Regions from separate parts of the Mus musculus genome. Here regions 1 and 2 are each linked to region 3. A link is a contact called in public promoter capture Hi-C data. All regions are on one chromosome and are shown on one strand. The core of a region is the stretch at or near the end of the contact, and the rest is flanking DNA. Distances in the headings are between cores, read along the strand shown.

What was found. Promoter capture Hi-C pulls out the DNA fragments that hold promoters and counts their contacts.
Region 1: a contact with region 3 is called in a promoter capture Hi-C map of hippocampal neurons, with 4 times the contacts expected there. The contact joins the promoter of Adamts16 here to the promoter of Mrpl36 in region 3. A contact is called at or near these places in 3 of 39 promoter capture datasets (the 3T3-L1 cell line, cranial neural crest and hippocampal neurons) and 1 of 115 datasets of contacts at active chromatin or transcription factors (astrocytes).
Region 2: a promoter capture Hi-C map of liver shows a contact between it and region 3, with 4 times the contacts expected there. The contact joins the enhancer-like site here to the promoter of Mrpl36 in region 3. A contact is called at or near these places in 7 of 39 promoter capture datasets (the 3T3-L1 cell line, cranial neural crest, hippocampal neurons and 2 more) and 2 of 115 datasets of contacts at active chromatin or transcription factors (astrocytes and embryonic limb bud).

What each region holds. Positions count from the first base shown.
Region 1 is chr13:70,840,048-70,843,381 of GRCm38.p6, reverse strand. Adamts16 (a disintegrin-like and metallopeptidase (reprolysin type) with thrombospondin type 1 motif, 16) reads left to right here and starts at 1,571. Exons shown (of 23, transcript NM_172053.3): 1 at 1,571-1,892; 2 at 2,011-2,113. The coding sequence starts at 1,833. It overlaps Gm36529 (predicted gene, 36529), which reads right to left and starts at 2,932. Exons shown (of 4, transcript NR_167928.1): 1 at 2,762-2,932.
Region 2 is chr13:71,002,349-71,005,740 of GRCm38.p6, reverse strand. No RefSeq gene overlaps it. Among named protein-coding and RNA genes, the nearest start is that of Gm36734, 16 kb to the left of the region's middle. Within about 2 kb of position 2,025, at least 8 of the 459 cell types and tissues checked have an H3K27ac peak or open chromatin away from gene starts, as enhancers often do. A contact at or near this core is called in liver, where this site is marked.
Region 3 is chr13:73,329,145-73,332,548 of GRCm38.p6, reverse strand. Mrpl36 (mitochondrial ribosomal protein L36) reads right to left here and starts at 1,540. Exons shown (of 2, transcript NM_053163.1): 1 at 1,458-1,540; 2 at 371-1,189. The coding sequence starts at 1,176. The coding sequence ends at 868.

The sequences.
Region 1 (3,334 bases), core at 322-2,821, 2.5 Mb after region 3:
GTTCACAGCAGTAAAACCCTAACTAAGACATGCACACACACACACTCTCTTTCTCTCTGCTCTCCTCCCACCTCTCTCATGTGTGCATACACAGACACATACACACAGAGAGAGACAGACAGACAGACAGACAGACAGACAGACACACTTGGGAACAATAGAACAAGAGAGACCAGGTGGAATAGAGGGGACTTAACAGGAGATAATGGGAGGCTTTAATAAAAGAACATAGTGTAGGTGCGTGGAATTATAAAAGAATGAAACAGTAAGTCAACAAAACTGTACTCTTTGACAATATTTTTCATATGAACGACTGAGAGAGAAAGGGAGGGAGCAGAGAGAGAGAGAGAGGGATATGCATACACAGATCAGTTCATCTTGATTCCGCCCTGTCCTTTCTGAGATGTATGACACTTCATTCAGGCTTATAAAGAGCCACTCTGGGGCATCTCAGCTCAGTGTAGGCTGGAGTGAGCACCCTGAAAACTGCAGCCACTGCTCCACATGCCATCCCCCTTCTCAGCCTTGCAAACCAGGCAAGGTCAGTGTGACTGCAAATGAGGGACCCTAGAATGGCAGCTGGAGGGAGCCTGAGATGTGAGACCAACCGGCAGAAGGAAGTGGAGTGCAGCTGCTGGGATGGACAGTCATTGGCAGTCCCGCGTGTAGAAACATCTACCCGTGCGCTCAGTGCTGTCTGTATCTGTACCCACCCTGCAGCAGACACTCTCAGTCACTGATGGTCACAAAAGACGCTCATACTCAAACACATACTCAGGTCATGATGGACCAGGACGCAGGGCTGGAGAGAGGGCATTCGCTGGTTGTCTTGGATAGACCTGGTCTGGTCTAGGCTGGGGCTCCTAGACTTCCTACTAGGATGCTCTGGGAACCCAGTGGCCTCACACCTGCTCTCCCAGCAGGTCAGCCAGAGTCTAAAGTGAATCTGAAATTGGCCACTGCTGTCCAATGAAAAATTAGAGGCGTGAGAAAGAAACCCAGCTTCCTCATAGCCTGCCCTACCCTGCCCTGCCCTGCCCCGCCCCGCCTCCATTCACCCCTTTTCTTCACGTGCCCCAGGCAACTAAGGACTCACATTCATTCATAAGCAGATACATTCCTCCCTATACATCTCCCACTAGAAGGGAAGGCCAGAGGGTCTGTAACCAGGGGATGGACTAGAGAACAATGAATGCTGGATGCCTGTCTCTATGCAGCTCAATCTTGCCCTTAAGTGAGAAGTCCCACAGAGCTGCAGCGGTGGCAGGTGGCAGAGGACTTTGGAGTAACACACCAAGACAGTTTTCCACAAAAGCACAGGGGTGAACAGCTAGATATGACTGTGTCCTGGCCTTGTCTCTACCCCAAGTTCTCATGTAGGTGGACAAAACACCTTCCTGCTGGGTCATAGGCGTGAAGGATGCCCAGTACTTACCATGAGTCTGCTTCATCTCCTCTCCCTGCCACTCCTCCCTTATCCTCCTCCTCCTCCTGGTACCCCTCCTCCCTGCTTTACTCCCTCCTCTATCCCCTCCCCTCTCCTCTCCTTTGCCCTCCCTAGTCCTGCCCTCTCCTTCTCTACCCTCCTCCCTGCTGTCCCTTGGTTGCTGCGGGTGCTTTGCCGCCCCCCGCCACCACTGCCACTCCACCTCCCGGTGCCGAACGAAGCTGCAGTGATAACTCTGATGTGCATGGTGGAATCGCTGCCTGGAAACCCTGCGATTTTGCCGGGTCGGTCCTTTGCACCCTAGCATACTGCTAACACCGGGACTATCCAGTGACCCAGTCTAGACTGCTGAGCTGAGTCCTGTGAGCCCTCGGGCACCGGGGCCATGGAGTCCCGAGGTTGTGCTGCGCTCTGGGTGCTGCTGCTGGCGCAGGTCAGTGAGCAGGTGAGTCCTGGCGCTAGGACCAGCAGAGTCTGATGGCTGCAAGTGCATTCCGCCCTTGGCTGAGCTCTGCAGTGCCCGCATTTTCACTGAGGTGTCCTCGTTTTTTTTTTCCCCCTAGCAGACACCTGCGTGCGCCCTGGGACTCGCAGCTGCAGCGTCTGGGAGCCCGGAAGACCCGCAGCCTCCCCCATTCTCTGGGTCCAGCTGGCTGGAAACCGGTGGTAAGTTCGCGCGGTGGGGGCTCTCGGTTCCTCACAGGTAAGCAGCCAGCAACCCCCTATGCTGGTCTGCAAGTCTCCTGGGACTCAGGACGCCAAAAGCTTTGAAGATGCTATCTTGCTCTTTCTATTCATTTCGAGCACAAGATCATGCTCAAGAATGACTTCCGACCAACGTCTGTATCCTATTTCCTAGTAAAATGATAATGGCTAGCCAGAGTTACATTGGGGGAGTGAGATATCTGGGTGTAGGAAGACTCCAGATCACTCTATATATTGACATCATTAATGTATACACCAAATCTATTATAAGCAACGTAGTCCCCACTCCAGCATCTTCCCCCCTCTCCTTTCTTTCACATTGAAGCTTTCTCCACTTTGACTGTCACAGGAGGAGACAGAAGGCAACCTCATTAATATCGCTTTAATGTTAATTAATAGCACAGGGGACATCCAAAGGATGTGTCCTGGACCTCCTTGAACATGAACTCGAATTCAAGTCTTCTGCAAGGTTCAGCCACCTCAGTGATTCACAAGTGGGTTTCCCCTGTGAGGTGTCCTAGCAATGACACCTGGTGACTGAGAAAGCAGGCCATTGCACTTGCTAGGAGGTTTGTGCTGGGTCCACAGCAAATGCAGGATTTTACTCACCCTGTCCTTTCCTGGGATGAATTAGCTTGAGATTGTTAGCAGAAATGGCGACCAGAGGCGAGCCAGGTTTAATCTTTTCGGCAGATTTTTAGAATATGTACAGGATTAAACAATTGACACTTCGGAAACCCTCATTATCGCTTCCTTCATCAGGATAAACTTACAAGAACTGAATTCCTCCTACTGAAAACAGGGTTTAAGAAGGGATATATGAGTCTCGGCTCTAGGACTCTGAGTGCCACTGGAGGGCGCCAGACCCAAACAGTACAGTGGTTTAGAAGGCAAGGGAAAGCCTATTGTGTTTGAAACCCACCCTCTGTCACCTGCATCTCCAACCCTCTTCTGATCCTCTTACTTCGAATTCTGACACATCATGACCTTACAAGGAATGTTCATGCTCTAACTTTGGACTTTGCACTACTTTCAGAATAAAACTTAAAAAAAAAAAATCCATAGGGACTCGAGGCATTTCAGACATTTATTTATTATGTGTGTAGGGTGCATGGCACTGTGGAGGTCGGAGGACAACTTGTGGGAGTTCAAGGATCAAATTCTGACTGTCTTGCTTAGCAT
Region 2 (3,392 bases), core at 776-3,275, 2.3 Mb after region 3:
GAGTCTGGGCTTAAAGGTCCCCATCTATACTGACAGGATGTAGGGGACTCTGGGGTCAGAGCTCACCATCTATGCTGATAATCAAGAAGAGAGCAGAACTGATAAGAACGAGCATCCTTCCGTGCCTCCTTCTCCCCAGCAATGGGGTTTACATCTTCGTTAGAATTGTTTTCCTGTCCAAAGATGGCCCAAGAATGAAGAGGTGAGAGGATTCTGAGAAAACTTGTTGGAAAACTCCTAGAGAACAAGAATTGTATTTAGAATGTGCTTTGTGCCCTCTCAGGTTGTACTGGCTGATTTTGTGTGTCCACTTGACACAAGCTGGAGTTATCATGGAGAAAGAAGATTCCCTTGAGGAAATACCTCCATGAGATCCAACTGTAAGGCATTTTCTTAATTAGTAATCAAGGATGGGAGGGCCCATTGTGGGTGGTGCCATCCCTGGGCTGGTAGTCCTGGGTTCTATAAGAAAGCCAAGCTGAGCAAGCCAGGGGAAGCAAGCCAGAAAGCAGCAACAGCACCCATCGATGGCCAATGCATCTGCTCCTGCCTCCAAGTTCCTGCCCTGTGTGAGTTTCAAGTCCTGACTTCCTTTGGTGATGAACAGCAACGTGGGAGTGTAGAGAATTCTCAGAGGTCAAGCCTGGTGTGCTGCTATGCATAAAATAGTCTATCCTCTTCCCCAAAGTTGGGGATATGATCCTGAGAAAGTTAACACAGTTGTCTGAATCCTAGACTATTATCACACTGTCAACAACAAAGACTGGCCGCTGCTTTGATGCTACTGAGCTGAGTGGCTTTAGATGAGGGGCCAAGGCCCAGAAATCGCATACTCATCTTTAGCAGAACATCCTGGACCTATGGAGGAGGTCTTCAGCCATCATGAATTAGGGATAGTTCAGAGTGTGCACTTACCACACAGATGATGTAGTTAATGGCAGCAAGTCAGCATTTCAGCTCCTCCGGAGCAGGAGTTAATAGTAGTATCTTCTGGGACGCAAACCCAGCTCTACCAGTAACTCCTACTCAGCAGGAGCATCGTAAGAGTCACGGGTTATGAGGACTGTGGAGCTCCCCACAGGCCAACCAGGCTCACTCAGTGCTCACAGGCAAGGGTTCTCACAGTCAGGAGAGCTCACCCTGCCGGTTCACCATCCCCACACTGAGACTTCCACTAACTTAACCCTTGCAATGTTTAAGAAACCTAACAGGACATGGGAGTCAGTGCAAATGTGTACCCAAAGGCTTCAAGCTTCAAGAACTTGGCCAGTGAGAAGTGAAAGTCCCTTTCAGTGGCCTGCCAGGCCAGCAGATATCCCAGCTGATGTTGTCTTCCAAGTATATAACACCCTCAGTAGTACCGAGGTCTCTGTGTTAGCCTGTGCACGCATAACCGCAGACTGTGTGTGAGACTGCTATAGATTGTGCTTTGGAGAAATTGCTTCTCTTGCCTCGATAACGACTTCGGTACTTTTGTCTAGGAATTAGACAATTAGACAGAGGGCTTTGAAATGGCAGGTTCCTGGGAGTTTAGCAAAAAAAAATTTCAGAGCTGGCGTTTATCAGTGTTTGTTTAACTAACTCAGTCGTTTGCTCTCTTTCCTGCCTTGTGTTTTGGAGGTATAAGTTGCAGAATAAAGAGTGATGTCTGCTGCTGCTGAAAGCTAGCTTCTGATGCTTGGGTCCAGTCTCCTTGGCAACTGCCCATTGCCGTGACCCAACAATTCACGGTCAGGACCGGTAAATTTTCTTATCGATCTTTGACTTCAGATTTGTAAATATTTGCTTGGGTTTTGCTTTTCATGTTCTCAACTAAAGAAAAAAAAGTTTCTATTTGGAAAAGAAGCTTTGAAAATGTCCATTCACTTGAAAAGAATAGACAGAACCCTCTCTCCCAAGCTGCCTGGTGTAATTACTGATGCCATTACTCTGCCCAGGGAACCTTTTGTGGGTTGTTACAGCATCGGGTAAAGAATTCTTGGCTAAAGAGCTTTCTGGGCTCTATGGAGAGGTCAGAACCAGTAGCTGACTTAGCTGTTGGCTCTGGGCCCTGTACCTTGCAGAGAGTAAAGAAACCCAGCTAGCCCTGCCTTCCCTTGCTGGGGGCTTTCCCCATGCTGTCTCATAAAGGCACAGAGCTTGATCGGGAAGCATTCATGTAATTTCCTCCCAGGTGCCCACATCAGCCTCGGTCACTTGGTGAGGAATGGAATTGCTATGGTCAGCCATTCCAAAGCAGAGGGATGGTATCCCTTGGAATTCCTTTCCCTCTGACTCTCATTTCTCCCTGAGTAGTGCCAGGCTTGCCTCTCCTGAAACTTAGCTGCACGGTGTTGTCTGTCCATCAGCTCTCCCAGATGACTCCAGAGGGAAGTCAGTATTTTTTAAGAGAGATACATGATCATGGAGGTACCATGTGTGCTGACCAAAAGAATTAAAACTGTTACGAAAGTAGTTTTGTCTCATATTTTACTTTATCATTAAATAAACTTTTTGATCATAAAGATTTTAAAAAGACATCTGTTTGCTTTTTTTCCCCCTTCTTGTAATAGCAGCATTTTGTGATGATAGACTAAGCGTGCTCACTGACGATTGAAGAGCCCTTCTGAACTTACAGGAACAGTTATGGAGGACACAGGTCCAATCTGGGTATCAGGTACAGATGGGAATTGAAGCCCAACACCCACAACAAGGATTATGTGGGCCCAGTGCTCTGCAGGTAAATTGCCTACATGTGACTAGGCCATCATTGGCCCTGCCCACCACAAGACCAGAATCAGGTCTTGTCAGTGAGATTTCCTGGTCTCCTTTTCTATGTTGACCATACAACAGCCAACCCATTGGCTGTTCTCTGGAGCAAATGCTGAGGAACAAGGCCCCCTCCTGAGATCCTTCCACAGCACTGACTAAACAAGGCCTGAAGATCCATGCCTGCAAGCTCCAAAGTCAGAAACCCATGGCCTCTGTGTGGTGGGTTTGTCAACACAACGGAGACCACTCAGTATTGGGGTACATTGTGTGAAGGTTTGTCTCTGTATATTCAATTGTAATTCTCTCCTGGCAGAGAGCTAAACGCTGGCAGCAACTTGGTATTGTTATTTCTGTGGCCCCATCATGGGTCTCATAATTTGTAAATAATTATCCTTCCTCACCTGCCTAAGGCAATCTAGAATTGTATCTGCTTGGCTGCAATCAAGAGCTGATGGCCAAAAGCTGGGCAGGAAATGGAAGGCAGAAATTCCAGGCAGAGAGAGGAAGACTGGGAGATGATTCAGAGATGAGAAGAAGGCTGGGAGAAGAATCAGAGCTGGCAGACGCAGAGGTGAATGGACGGACAGGAGAAAGATAGATTTGGTCACGTGGCTGGATATAATGTGAGGATTAGTTGGGTT
Region 3 (3,404 bases), core at 291-2,790:
GAGAAACATGAACCCCAGGCCCGCTTTTTTAAAGATTTATTATATGTAAGTTCACTGTAGCTGTCTTCAGAAACCCCAGAAGAGGGCATCAGATCTCATTACGGAGGGTTGTGAGCCATCACGTGTTTGCTGGGATTTGAACTCAGGGCCTTTAGAAGAGCAGTCAGTGTGCTCTTAACTGCTAAGCCATCTCTCCAGCCCTCAGGCCCGATTTTTAATAGTGACAACCGCAAGATTTGAAAAATTGCTGGTGTCCTAGCACTCCCTGCAGAAGCCAGCATGCTCTGTTACCTTCTTTGAACTGAAAATGTACTAACCTCCTTCTGAAAGCATTAGTTTGGTGGTAATAAAGAACACTACTACTCCAGAGTGTAAGAACAGTCATGACAAATATTTTTAATTGGTATCCAAAAGACATTTCTATGTAAACAAGGTTTTCCTTGAGTAAAGACTGGGATAGTTGCTACACAAGAACATCGTTTGTTCTTAAATTGGGATTGTTGCACACCCCACAAGAGCTTTTTGGCTCAGGCAGCCTCTTAAAGCACTTACAATCTGCTGCATATGGTAACAAATGGCAGAGGCAGGAGTTTCTCTCCAAGTTTCAGGTCAACCAGGGTTACCGAGCCAGACTTTGTCTCAAGAGATAAAGCTGGCTCTGTATTCCTGCTTCATACACAGCTACTGTAACAATCCTTCTCCATCGGCAGCTCTGGTCTGATTAGATGTGAAGGAATTGGGCTATGATGTGGGGAAAGGGGGGTTCAACAAAGCCCTAAGGCCCATGGATCTTACAGAATGCTTAATGTTTATTTTTCTCTGATAAGGTGAAATGAATTTTCCATGGACACTGCTTGAAGACAAGGGCTACATTTGTCGCTGTTTATGCTTGGGGTTGGTCTTACAGAGGATAAACCAGCGCCCACGCCTCTTCACCTTGTAGCAGTCTTTACAGCGCTTCTTGATGACACCTTTGGTTTTGAAGCCCAGCGAGGGCAGCAGGGTCGGCAAGGGACGGCCACAGAGAACTGAGCGCACCTCTGCGCAGGGTTTGGCGCGTGGCAATGTCCCCAGCAGGAACGAGGAGAAGACTCGGGGCTTCACCGCGAGGCGACTCAGGTGCAGGAACGGGTCCACCACCGAAGCCACCACGCTCCGTACAAGCAGTGCGGCCATGCCGAGCCCAGACCTGGGGGAAGAGAAGCGTGGTCATCCTGTGCTGCACGTCTGCCAGTCCCTAGGCCCTCCCCTATCAAGGTTACTTGGCATCAGAGGTCAGAGCACACATGCCAGGGTTGCACTCTGGGCTCCGCGTCTCCATGTGCCCAGGCCTGCGCACTCCGGAGAAGCCGCAGATTCCGGAGGCTCACTCACGCCGGCCAGGGACCCCGCCCGCACTCCCGGCCAGCAGCTCTGGCACCACCTCTGCCTGCCCCCATGAAACCTGGGACCCACACCTGGGAAGGGGTGCCACCGGCGGAGAAGTCCTTAATCAACTTCGGGCGCCGGTTAGCGAAGCTTCCGCGTCTGCGCAGTGGAGTGGGACGCCACCGCCAGGAAGAAAGATGGCGTAAGGTCACGTGGGATGACGTGTGCTGTGCAGAGGACGACTAAGGAGCAGATAAAGCCTTCCTTGTCTCAGTATTCTTTATCCAGAATCCTGCACTCTAAGCTCTGCCTCTGCAGATGCTGGGACCAAGACCGGTGCCCATGGGAGAAGAAAAAAAAAAAAGACAGAAAAAGCAGGCTTTGACTGTAAAAGAAACTGCAAACAGTGAATATATTGGAAACAAAACAAAACCCAACATTCAGACAAAATGTACAGGTCATATGTTTACATTAAGAGACGTTCTGGCAGACATGGGAAAGGCCAGAGGAGCAAGTGCAGACACTGCTCTAGTTAAGTCCCTACCCGCGAACTAGGAAAAGCAACAAGGAACGTGGAAAGACCAACATACACCATTACTGATTTCTACAGTTAATTTCCATATATATACATGTATATATGTATATATGTGTGCGTACAGGTAATTCCTATATATAGGGCTTCTACAGTTAATTCATATACATTGGATTTCAGGTGGTTCGTAAATCTACCCATCTTATTTTTATGTATAGCAAAGTAGGTTGTCATTAAGGCTAATGTAGTTCTCTCTAACTCCCAGTCTCACCCTTCACACTAAGCACCCATAGGAATACCTTGAGTTCCAGCCAATAGATGACTGTGAGCATTCACTTCTGTATTTGCCAGAACACAGGGCCCCTAATGAAGGAGCTAGAGAAAGTACCCAAGGAGCTAAAGGGGTTGACAACCCTATAGGAGGAACAACAATATGAACTAACCAGTAAACACCGCCCCCCCCCCCCAGCTGTGTCTCTGGTTGCATATGTAGCAGAGGATGACCTAGTCGGCCATCAATGGGAGGAGAGGCCCTTGGTCTTTCTTTGGGGATTATATGCCCTAGTTCAGGGCAATGCCAGGGCCAGGAAGTGGGAGTGGGTGGGTTGGGGAGGGGGGAGGGAGGAGGGTATAGGGGACTTTGGGGGATAGCATTTGAAATGTAAATGAAGAAAATATCTAATAAAAATGCCTAAAAAAAAAAAAAAAAAAGAAAGAAAGAAAGAAAAGGAAAAAAGGACTCCAGAGTTCTAGCAATTAAAAAAAATAATGTGGGTCAGAGAGATGGCCTGGGAGTCACAAGTGCTTTCCATGCAAGTCTGTAGACCTCAGTTCAGTCCCCAGAACTCACATGGAAAAAGAGACTGGCTTCCTCCAACTTCCACATGTGCTCTGTGGCACCTGTGTATGAACTCACATGTGTGTGAACTCATACACAGACAGGGGGTGTTAGGGTTTAAATAGAGACTTAGGGCTGGAGAGATAGCTTGATGGCTAAGAGCACCTGCTACTCTTGCAGAAGACCATCATTCTGTTCCCAGCACCCACACAACTACTCAAATGGACTGTAACTTGACCTGTCTGGAGATCCTGTGCCCTTCTCTTGGTACCAGGTAACCACACACATGGCCATATATAAATGTATACACTCATACATATAAAATAAATCCTTTAAAAAGAGGGAGAATGAGACAAATCTGCAGGACAGGGTGTGGAGACATAAGCCTGAAATCCCAGCACTCCAAAGGCTGAGGCAGGAAGACAGTGAGTGCTAGGTTAGCCTGGCTTACAGAGCTTAAGGCTAGCCAGGGCATCTTAGGCCCACATTTATTGGGGCATTTTTCAACTTGGCGAGGTCTTTGTCCTTGTGTCTTAGGGCCCTCTCTGGTTACCCCTTTCGTCTTCAGACTCACCTAGTCCTTATGCTATAGCAGAGCACAGAAAGGTAGATACCAGGTCATTAACCTCCAATCCTGGCCAAGAGATCCCAAACAACACATGCTAG